Linked DNA regions of Cricetulus griseus: region 1 is linked to region 2. Evidence: chromatin contacts called from public Hi-C data. All regions are on one chromosome and are shown on one strand. The core of a region is the stretch at or near the end of the contact, and the rest is flanking DNA. Distances in the headings are between cores, read along the strand shown. Region 1 has its middle 18 kb from the start of Desi2. Region 2 has its middle 35 kb from the start of Hnrnpu.

The links. Hi-C and Micro-C count contacts between places; a contact is called where the count stands out from the background.
Region 1: a Hi-C map of liver shows a contact between it and region 2, with 3 times the contacts expected there. The contact joins two enhancer-like sites. A contact is called at or near these places in 2 of 8 Hi-C or Micro-C datasets (the CHO-K1 cell line and liver).

The regions. Positions count from the first base shown.
Region 1 is chr5:15,940,149-15,945,810 of CriGri-PICRH-1.0, forward strand. No RefSeq gene overlaps it. Among named protein-coding and RNA genes, the nearest start is that of Desi2, 18 kb to the left of the region's middle. Within about 2 kb of position 2,808, at least 4 of the 6 cell types and tissues checked have open chromatin away from gene starts, as enhancers often do. A contact at or near this core is called in the CHO-K1 cell line, where this site is marked.
Region 2 is chr5:15,851,298-15,856,871 of CriGri-PICRH-1.0, forward strand. No RefSeq gene overlaps it. Among named protein-coding and RNA genes, the nearest start is that of Hnrnpu, 35 kb to the left of the region's middle. Within about 2 kb of position 2,989, at least 2 of the 6 cell types and tissues checked have open chromatin away from gene starts, as enhancers often do. A contact at or near this core is called in the CHO-K1 cell line, where this site is marked.

The DNA of each region.
Region 1 (5,662 bases), core at 1,558-4,057, 89 kb after region 2:
GAAGCCATTATTCACATTCTGCCTGTTAATTTACTCAGTCAAGGTGTCTTAGAAAGGCTAGCTCCTCTGCTGGTCACACAGAACAGAATGATAAGACCAAGCATCGGTCCTCAAGGAGGTTAAATGTTTGAGGTTGATCAGTGTGCTCATCAGGAGAGGGGCGCATGAAGGAGCTCTGTGAAGTGGTGTAGACGAGAGACCCCAGGGTGGGTAGGAGTCAGCTAGTGGTGCCTGGCAGTAGAGGAAGTGACTATGGCTAAACGGTGTTTTAGGCAAAGGGAGATGTATGTGCCTGGAGAAGATGCCATGGAAACGTGAAGAAACCTTGGGGTCCTTCTAGGACATTCTGGAATGGAGCCTAGTTGTGTGTGACTATAGCTGCAGAGTCAGACAGTGTGGCTAGAAATGAGGCGTGACCAAGGATTGGGGATGTGGTTCAGTGCTAGAGCCCCTTGTCCAATAGGAATGAGGTCTGGGTTTGCCTTCTAGTCCAGAGGGAAAAAATAGGTGGGCAAGTGTCAGATTAAGAAAAAGCTTACACTAAGTAGAGAGTATGGAGTTTAGACAGAAGGCAAGAGGGGTTTCATGGGTATGGATAAGATGGGAGTTGTAAGAGATGATCCTGTGAGGGATGAACAGCGAAGGTCATGGGGACCAGTTTTAAGGTGTTTGTAATGATGGTGTGGGTAAAGGGATGGAGAGATGTGGTTAGGTCCAAGATATGTTTCAAGGTTAAAATGGGTTTGTCTTGGCAATTGTTAAGATGTAACACTTCAGGAATTTGAAGGAATAAAGAGAACTGCTAAGTATGGGGAACAGTCTCCGCGAGGATGGTGTCACTATGCACTGACAGCAAATTCAGAGGGAAGGAGACACACAAGGAGAACTGGTTTTAGTGTGCTCCCAGACTGGCCTGGAATTCCTGAGCTCAAATAATCCTCTCACCTCAGGCTATAGAGTAAGGGGTGCTACCCTTACAGGCTCAGGGCCTGGTTATATGACTGAAAATTTATTTGTGAACGTGTGTGAGAGCATATATATAAGTGTGTGGGTATATATGTGAATATATTTGTGAGAGCATGGGTAAGTGCGTGCGTGCGTGCGTGCGTGCGTGCGTGTGTGTGTGTGTGTGTGTGTGTGTGTGTGTGTGTTGGAAGCTACTCTCTGCTGGGGCCCTTCGGGTCTTTTCACCTAGGATTCTGTGACTGTACCTCCCATGAGAGGCGGCTTATTTCTTAGTCTAGAAACTTAAGTGTTGTTTTCTATTTGAGACTTTAATGTCTGACTAGAACACTTAGTTGTGGTGTTACAGTTTCTCTGGACCTGCAGTTATCTTAGTGTGATTTTTTTTTTCTTCTGGGGCCAAGCAAATGGCTGTTTCCTGGACCTTGATCAGCATAATTTCTCTCTGTTAGGCATTGTGCTGAGATGGGAGATTCATGGGTTCCAGGCCAGCCTTGGTAAAGCCAGGAAACAGAATAAAACTAAAACAAGCATATACATAAAAAACTGCAGCATTATCAGGTACTGCTCATTACCGGGGAATCACTCCGAAGGTCTCAATCGCAAAAATAGCTGTTAGGTTACAGAAACTGCAAATTAGAAAAAATGGTATTAAAGGTTAAGCAGAACGTATTTAAAATAATCTTTGCATCTCTATGGTAACAGTCAGATCATATGTAACCTTATTAATGTGTCATTTTTTTTGACAAGGACACAATAGATAGTTGTACTTACAGAACAGTTATGATGGTTTTTCTGTTGATGCATCTTTAGGCTAGATAACCTCACAGCATTACACATGTTGGGTGGTAGTTTCCAAGGCAACGGTCATAATGACATTAATAATAATGAACAATCATAAGCATCTTCAGAAGTACTACACAATTAACTATTGCATACTGAGCCCTATGATCACTGAAGATGGGTGCTAAATGAGCATTTACTACATGCCAGGTGGTATGCAGAATGTAAAGTTGGGGCTTTTTACCCAGGCACTTAATGTACTTCTCAGAATCCTATAAAGATAGGGATTGTTGACCACTTATGAACAAATTGGCAATTTGCTTAGTTCTGAATTTTTCTTTGTATGGTTAGAACTTGGAAGGTGTCACTGTTGGGGTGGTAGTGGTGTGTGCCTTTAATCCCAGCACTGGGGTTGGGGAGCAGAGGTAGACAGGGTTTCTCTATGAGTTCGAGGCCAGCCTGGTCTACAGAGTGAGTTCCAGGACAGCCAGGACTACCCAGAGAAACACTGTCTCAGAAAAAATGAACAAAAAAGAGAAAGAAAGGGGTCACTGTGTAGTAACAGATGGACGGATGATGTTAGGACATGTATGTAATCACATAATTTGGAAGGCTGAAGCAAGAGATTGCAGATTAACTGTGTAGGAGACCTTGTCTCAAAAAAGACACAACTTCACAATCAAGGAAAAGAAGTAGACAAGTACTTAACTTTTTTCCCCAGAGACAGGGTTTCTCTGTGTAGCCCTGACTGTCCTGGAACTCACTCTGTAGACCAAGCTGGCCTCCAACTCACAGAGACCCATCTGCCTCTCTGCCTTCCAAGTGCTGGGATTAAAGGTGTGTGCCACTGCCTGGCACTTTAACATTCCTCCTTCAGAAAGTGACAGGGCAGATGGACAGAAAATGTGTCTATCAGATTAATGCTATTGGAGATTTGTTATCTGTTGTATGGGAACGAACCTGTCTTCCTTTTCTCGTTGCTAAGGTCAAACCCCTGATAAAAACAACTAAAGGAAAGGGGATTACCATGGCTCACAGTTCAGGGCGTGGTCTATCACGGTGGGGAAGGCAGGACAACAGCACCCTCGTGAGGAAGCTGTGGGTGACGAATGCCAGAGCGCAGCTCACATTCTTTTCACCTGGTTGGGGACCCCAGCACACAGAATTGTGCTGCCCACGTTTTTAGGGTGGGTCTTCCCTACCTCAGTCTAATCCAGAAAAGTTCCTCACAGACACATCCAGTGACTTGTCTTTAGTTACTCTAGCTCCTGTCAATTGACAATAAGAACCATGCATGACAAAATGTGAAGACTGTTTGAAGAGGTCTGTTTGAGGTGAATTTATTAGATACGAGTTTCTCATCTACCTTCAGGCTGGGTCCAGAAGAAACTGTTCATCACAGCACTGAAAATTGTATCCGTATCAGAAGCTGAGTGGAGAGTCCTGAGGTTTCAGGAAGGGGATGCTACCATAGAAATGGGCTCTTCCATTATGGTTAGAATGACACAAAAGCCAAATGGATTTACTATTGGAGAAGGAAAGTATGGTAACCATCGTAGAAAACACTTGGCTGGAGTGGATCTTTGTGTATGGAGAATTGATTATGGGTCCTCTTTGGCTGATATGACAAGGTCTGGGTTGATTTCACAAGGAACAAGTGATAGGTTACTTGCTTAGCATGTATGAGGCCTCGGCTCTGTTCCAGTATTGCAAATAAGTAAACAAATGAAGTTAAATTAATCAGTAAATTAAAATCAACATGGCAGGCCTAGAACAGGGACCTCAAAGGATGTGGTGGTAGTGGAGACACTGCCAAGCATGTGCCCCTGAGATTTTCTTTTCAGGCCTGAAGCATTTGTTTCCTCTCAAGGGGACCAGTGTCTGCCAGGACTTACCTCTGCCAAAGTTACACCCCCTTTTTGGGAAAGTCTATCTCAAAGGCTAGTGATTCAGAGGCACAGAGAGAAACTTGTCCCTTTCTGCCAGTTCAGAGCAGCTCTGCCAGGTACCCCTACTCTAGTATTCCTTGTGAAATCAACTGCAGGTTTCATTGGGGCTGCAGTTTTTCCTACTTCCTCCTCTCTCCAATTTTATTTCCTTCACTTCCTCTAAAGGTGGCGATCTCAGACCACTTCCCAGTAAACCTCCTACACATCAGTCTATGCCACAGAGTCTGCTTCCTGAGAAACCTGAGATGTAAAATGTAGACCACCTCTCTTTAAGTCATCTGGCCAAGTGTCCGGAAGACTGGCAAATCTGGGGCACTGATAAGATTTTCATGAGCTCGGTAGAGGCTCTTCCCAGGGTTATCTAATCACATAGCTAAGAAGCAGCCATTCATTTAATAAAGTATTCCTCCCTCACTGTTCCACTAACCTCACAGCCAGAACAAACCAGAAACAGTTTGTTTTTTTTTTTTCTCCCCAGGACTACCTCCACTCCATGAACCTGCTGCTGCAGAGTCTGTTTTTGAACAGTATCTCATGGGTATTGTGTTGATCCCGTATCCGGATGCTGTAAGATTTAAGTGCAGTTGGTGACACACGAGTGACAAGCCCACACATGTGGGGCTCCTGATGTGCCTTTGAAGGTGAAAGCCAAGTCCTTCCTTGCTCCTTCTGCTCATGTCCAGATAAAAGAATTGTCTTGTTTTGTTGTTGCTGCTATTGCTTTATTTTTATCCACTTTGGAGTTTGGAGATAACCTATACCACATTTGGATAGACATATATGTTCCAGGTTATTTAATCCTACTGTGAAACTCTGAGACTGTATTAATAAAATCAACCTTGGGTCAGGGGGCAGAGCCAGCAACTAGTTGATAAGAATTAGCCATAGAGAGTATGGAGGACCAGGAAGACAGACATACACAGGAAGGAGTAGGGAGGGACTTAGGGATTCATGGTCTTTTTGGTTTGGGACCAATGGAGAGAAGTTCTCTTGCTTTCTCTCTGGCCAAAAGGAAGGTCAGCTGGTTGCTTCTCGGCCCATCTGAGCCATCAGGTTTTCACTCCATCATCTGACTCCTGAGTCTTTATTGGTAGACAGAATGATAGAGACTTAGTTAAAAACTACATTTGGCAGCAGAGATTGAGCCGGTACTGGTAGGGATTGGGAATCCTGCTAGATCTCAGCCTGAGCAGCAGAGTGCTGACTGCCGGGCAGCAGGGCTGCAGATGGTTGTTAAGATACCAGAAGATTCAGTTGTAGCTGCTAAACCAATGGAAAAATCACACACACACACACACACACACACACACACACACACACACACACACACACACACACGCACCAAAAAACCCAAAAACCAAAACCAGAAAAACAACAACCAAAAACCCAAAACAAAAAAACCCCAAAACCAAAAAACCAAACCAAAACATCAAAACCAAAACCAAAAAAACAAAAAACAAAACAAAAAAACCCCAAACTCTTAGACTGGAACCCAGGGCAAAGAACTTTTCTACATGTTGCAGGTGATTCAAACAGTGCGGAGATTTGGCTCTCCTGACCTGATCCTGTACCACTGGGTGACCATGAAACCTTGGCTGCCTTTGGCCATGTGTTATCTCTAATGTCTAAGCCAGATGTGATCTGTAGCAGATGTGATTCTGTCCTGAAGGGCAAGTGATAAAGTAAAGTATAAAGTATAAAAATGGCCTCACATGCACTTAGCAGTTGATTGACAGCTCCCATTTGCTTAGACATTGAGAGTCCTTCATGGCTTTCCTGACTATAAAGGAAAGAGAGGAAAGAGATTTGCAGACTGCTGTGATGCAGATGTGGACAGCTGTGGCTCTGCTTAGGGACAGTGGAGAAGAACAGGCCTTCCTGAGTACAAAGCTTCATGCAGGTGTTTCTTCACTTTTCCTGGAGGACAATGGGCTGCTCTGTGCCATAACTGTGATGGGAATTGAATA
Region 2 (5,574 bases), core at 1,739-4,238:
AGTGATGACAACAGTAGCCTACTTGGTATAAAGAAATGTTAGCTCCTGGGAGGTCACCTAACCTCTCTTGGGTTTAGGTCACTGGTCCGTAGAAATAAGAATTATTTCTATCAAGTTTTCAAAACAGTCACATAAGATGTTTATGAAGGTGCTTTGTAAGCTGGAAAGCTCTCAAGCACGGCATTGCTTCAGCACTGCAGAGATAAGAGAAAGGGGAGAGTGAATTCCGTCCTGAATGGGCAACCTTAAACAATACATAACACCCTTAAAGCAGGCAACCTTCCTGCACCAGACTCCCAGAAAGAGAGAAACAGAGCTAAAGTTCATGGTTGGAAAACCATGTATTTTGTATTGTGTGGGGGGGTGGGGTGGGGTGGAGGGAGGGGTGGGGGGATGCATACAGACTTACCCAGGCAAGAAAAGGAAGATAACTCAGCTTCTCCCATCCGAGCCTTTTGATGTGTTGGCATGATTCATGAGGTATGACGCACAAGCTGCAACCCTCACCAGCGCCTGGATAATAGTAATTCTTTTAAAAGTGGATGAAGTAAGGCGGAGAAGTGACACAGGTCTCCTCTTCAGTTGAGACTGGGGGAACATGGCCTTGCTGTGTTACCCTGGCTGGCCATGACCTTATGGACTTGTCATTCCTCTCAGCATCTTGAGTGCCTGAACAGCAACTGAGGGTGGGATTCTAAAGCTGGACAAAGAGTACAGGACGGTCCTGAGAGTGGGTTGGTTTTGTTTTGTTTTGTAGCCCAGGCTGGCCCCAAACTCATGATCTTCCTGCCTCCACCTCCAGCAAGTCCTACCAGTGTGTGCCATCAAGTTTTGATCGGAATTTACAAACTTCTAACTAAACCCGAACATCTTTCTGCTGTAAAGCCAGGCAACACACCACAGTGGCAAGGTTAGGTCCTGTGATTTTTGTCATCAAGAGATGCCAGTCAGCTATCTGCACATGGGTAAGGGTGTGCCTAGCCACTTTTTTTTTTTTTTAAAGACAGGGACTCTCATTGACCCTGGAGCTCAACAAGTAGGCTAGCTGGTTGGCCAGCAAGCACATGACTTTTCTCTGTCTCCTTTGTAATTACAAACATGCACCGCCATGGCTGGCTTTTAAAACATGGGTTCTGCGTCTTGAACTCAGGTCCTCATGCTTGCCCGGCAGCTCACAGAGCCACCTTGGCAGCCCACCCCACCACAGCTGCTTCTGTGTCCCATGGCACACGCTCCTCCATCACTCCTTGACACTGCTGGAGCCATGCTATTACACTTACAGTCCAGCCTTGCCATTGAATGGGAATTCATCAAATATCTAAAGCTATTTGAGGGCTGGATAGATGGTGGGGTGGCTAAGAAGACATATGGCTCTTGCAGAGGACCTGAGTTCAGTTCCCAGCCGGCACATCAGGTGACTCACAACCACCTGTAATTCCAGTTCCAGGGGATCCAACGCCTTTGTCTGACCCCCAAGAACAATTGCCATCGTGTGCACTTACACCACACAGATGCGTATGAGTAAAAATATGGGCCAGAGAGATGACTTTGAGGTTAGCAGCTGGCTCCCAGCACCCAGTCCAGTGGCTCACAACCACTTGTAACTCCAGTTTATCAGGGGTTCTGATGCCTGTCTTCCACGGGCACCTGCACGCACATTTCAGCCCCTCACAGAGATACACACATATACACATAATTTAAATCTTTTTTTTGTTTTCATTTTTTTTTTGAGGCAGGGTTTCTCTGTGTAGCTTTGGAGCCTATCCTGGCACTCGATCTGTAGACCAGGCTGGTTTTGAACTCACAGAGATCCACCTGCCTCTGCCTCTCAAGTGCTGGGATTAAAGGCGTGTGCCACCAATGCCCGGCCTTTTTTCTTTTGTTTTGAAGACATGGTCTCACTATGTAGCTCTGGCTGTCCTGGACCTCATTCTGTAGATCAGGTTGACCTCAACCTTATAGAGATCTACCTGCCTCTTGCCTCTTGAGTGCTGGGATTAAAGGCGTGTGCCACTACACCCAGCTTAAAATAAATCTTCAAAAATAATAAAATAGAACAGAGTATTCACGATATTCGATATGACTTGTTTCCTTTCTAGGTAGTTTTTTTTCCCAGTGCTGGAACTAAACTGGAGTTTCCTATGACCTACCACTGAGCTGCTTATAGAGCCCTGTGTTTTATTTTCTTTTTAATAATTTATTTAATCTTATTTTGTATACATTAGTGTTTTGTCTGCAGATCTGTCTGTGTGAGGGTGTTGGATCCCCTGAAACTGGAGTTACAGACAGTTGTGAGCTGTCATGTGGGTGCTGGGATTGAACCTGGGTCTCAGGAAGAGCAGCCAGTGCTCTTAACCGCTGAGCCATCTCTCCAGCCCCTTATTTTATTTTTTTAAATGCATATAAAGGCTATTGTTTTGGCCTGGAGAGATGTCTCAGCCTTTCAAAGACTAGGTTCACAGCCAAAACTACAAAAGCATTGTTCTTAGCAGAGGTCCACAGCTGGTTTGGTGACGCATGGTTGTAGTTCCAGCTATTTAGGAGCCTGGAACAGGAGGATCACTTGAGCCCAGGAACCTGGCAATATCAGGCAATCCTGTCTGAAAACAAATAGAACCACAGACATCACCAGACTGCCAAACAAAGTTAAGCAAGACATGAGGATTCGTTCCAAAGCTGCATTTCTTTACAGGAAGTTTTTGCAATACACTGTTAATATGACTCACACATCAAAGAATTGTCAAAACCCTGGAGACTGAACAGAACGTGGTTGCTGGGAAACTAAAGCCCAGTGAAATGATTACTTCTTTTAAGACAAGGAAAGAAAGCATGGGATGCCCGTAGAAGGTTGAAGATGGTTTACTTGCTCTCATTAGTACCTTAAAAACATTTCGGGCTAGTGAAATGGCCCAGCAGGTAAGAGCACTTACTGCTCCCGCAGAGGACCAGAGGTTGGTTCCCACTGAGTCACAGCCTGCTGTTGCTCCAGCCAGGGAATCTGGTGCCCTCTTTGGACTTCATGGGCATCTGCAATCCCCGGCACGTTTCACCTCCACCACCCCCACCTCCACCACCTCCACCTCCACCACCAACACCACCTCCACCATCACCACCATCACCACCATCATCTCCACCACCCCCACCACCCACCACCCCACCTCCACCACCACCATCACCATCACCATCACCATCACCATCACCATCACCATCACCACCACCACCACCACCTCCACCGTCACCACCGTCACCACCGTCACCACCGTCACCACCGTCACCACCGTCACCACCGTCACCACCGTCACCACCACCATCATCTCCATCACCACCATCACCACCATCACCACCACCATACACATGTAATTTGAAACTTAAAGTTTTTGCAATGCTGAGGATCAAACCCAGGGCCTTGTGCATTCAAGGGAAGCCTCTGTCCCCTGGCTATGTACCCAGCCCTCTCCCCACAGAAGCTGGAGAGAGGGGAGGGAGGGGAGCCACACCTTCTGGAATGATCCTACTCACCTCTGATCCTCATGCTTGCTAAGTGCTTTCTGCATGATGACCCTCTGGGGGACATTAAAATGTCACACCGTGTCTTAGTTAGGGTTACTATTGCCGAGATGAAACACAGTGACCAAACAACTTGGGGAGGAAAGGGTTTACTTGGCTTTCACTTCCACATCGTAGTCTATCACTGAAGGAAGTCAGAGAACTCAAACAGGGCAGGATCCTGGAGTCAGAAGCTAATGCAGAGGCCATGGGGGAGTGCTGCTTACTGGCTTGCCCTTCATGGCTTGCTCAGCCTGCTTTCTTTTTTATAGAACCTAGGACCACCAGCGAAGGAATGGCACCACCCACAATGGGCTAGGCCCTTCCCTATCAAGCACTAATTAAGAAAATGCTGCACAGGCTTGCCCACAGCAGGATCTCATGGAGGCATTTCCTTAATTAAGGCTCCCTCCTCTCTGATGACTAGCTTGTGTCAAGTTGACTTAAAACTAGCCAGAACACGCAGGGTTCCTCACAAATTCACTAGCATCTCACTTTTCATGGTACCTACCAAGTTATTTCCTAATTCCCATCTAATCTTTGTGCCGTTGAAGCTGAGGTTTTTTTGTTTGTTTGTTTGTTTTTGTTTTTGTTTTTTAAAGATTTTATTTATTTATTATGTATACAGTCTTCTGCCTGCATGCCAGCAGAGGGCACCAGATCTCAGTCAAGGTGGTTGTGAGCCACCATGTGGTTGCTGGGAATTGAACTCAGGACCTCTGAGAGCAGTCTGTGCTCTCTCCAGCCCGAAGCTTAGGTTTTAATAATCTCAGTTTTATAAATGAAGAGACTGAAGGCTCAGAAAAGGGAGGAATCTGGCCCTTTGTTCATGGTTCACAGTAATTTGTGACGCACATGTGCACAAGGGCCTGAAGATGCTACCCATGTGGCCATTTCTGTGAGCCTGTGTGGTGCTCTGGAGTAGAGGGGACTTCTACATGCTGCTGGGACTGCTCCTCTGACCTGCCCCCCCCCTGTGACCAGGCATACCCTGAAGCAGTCAAGAGATGGGAATGGCCTAGACTTCTCAGTCTGGCTCCAGCTTCCCTGAGTGGCCCAGAGTCCAAAGTGATAGTGGCAGTCATTATCTGGGGTTCTGAGACACTAATGAGGTGTTTGCTCGTGCTTTTCTGAAAATGGCCTACATCATAACCTCTGTAGAAAGAAAACCTTGCAACCTCCTGGAGAGTTTCTGTCCTAGAGCAGTGCCCACTGACACCCCAGGGGCTGGGGAGGCAGCCCTGGTCTCCAGAATGGTGCCTTACAGTGGAAGACACACATTTCTGGCCCCTGTCAAGAGCAAACATCTCAGGAGTGTTGTAGTTTGGATTTTAAATGTCCTCCAGAGACCTGTGCATTAAAATCTTGGTCCAGAGGGTGGCTGGCTCCACCGAGAGATGGTGGAAACGTTAGGACGTGGGGTTACTGGAAAGTCGGAGGTCACTGGAGGCCATGTCTTTGACGGAATTAAGGGCCTGGTGTCTTGTTCTTCCTTTCTGGTCATGAGGCCAAATTACTCCTTATGCTCCCACCACAGGTCCAAAGCAACAGGACCAGTTGATTGTAGATATAATAAACCCGGTTTTATTATAATATTTATTTATTTGGGATCCCCAAAGCTATAAGCCAAAATAGACCTTTCCTCTTTGTAAGTTGTATTTCCTTGGGCATTTTATTATAGTATAAGAAGCTGACTTAACTCACTCTCTCTCTTCCTTTTGCTTCTCAGCTAGCCTTCTATGTGGGATGTTCATTTTCCTAAATTTTGACACCTCGCCGACTGTCTTTGTCCATGGAATGTCTCTGTTGATACTGCCAAAGCGGAGCCGGAGCCGTGTTGTGTTTAGGGGGAACTCAAAGGTGCTTCCTTTCCTTTAAAAATGGATCCCATCGCATGGAAATAGGAATGCAAATGCAGGGTTTTCTCTGTAGAAAGCCAACCTGCCTACTTGATACTTTGTTGCAAACTTGATCGTCCCATGCTTTTTAAATTTGTATGTCTGGGAAAACCAAATCCTATTTTCTTCA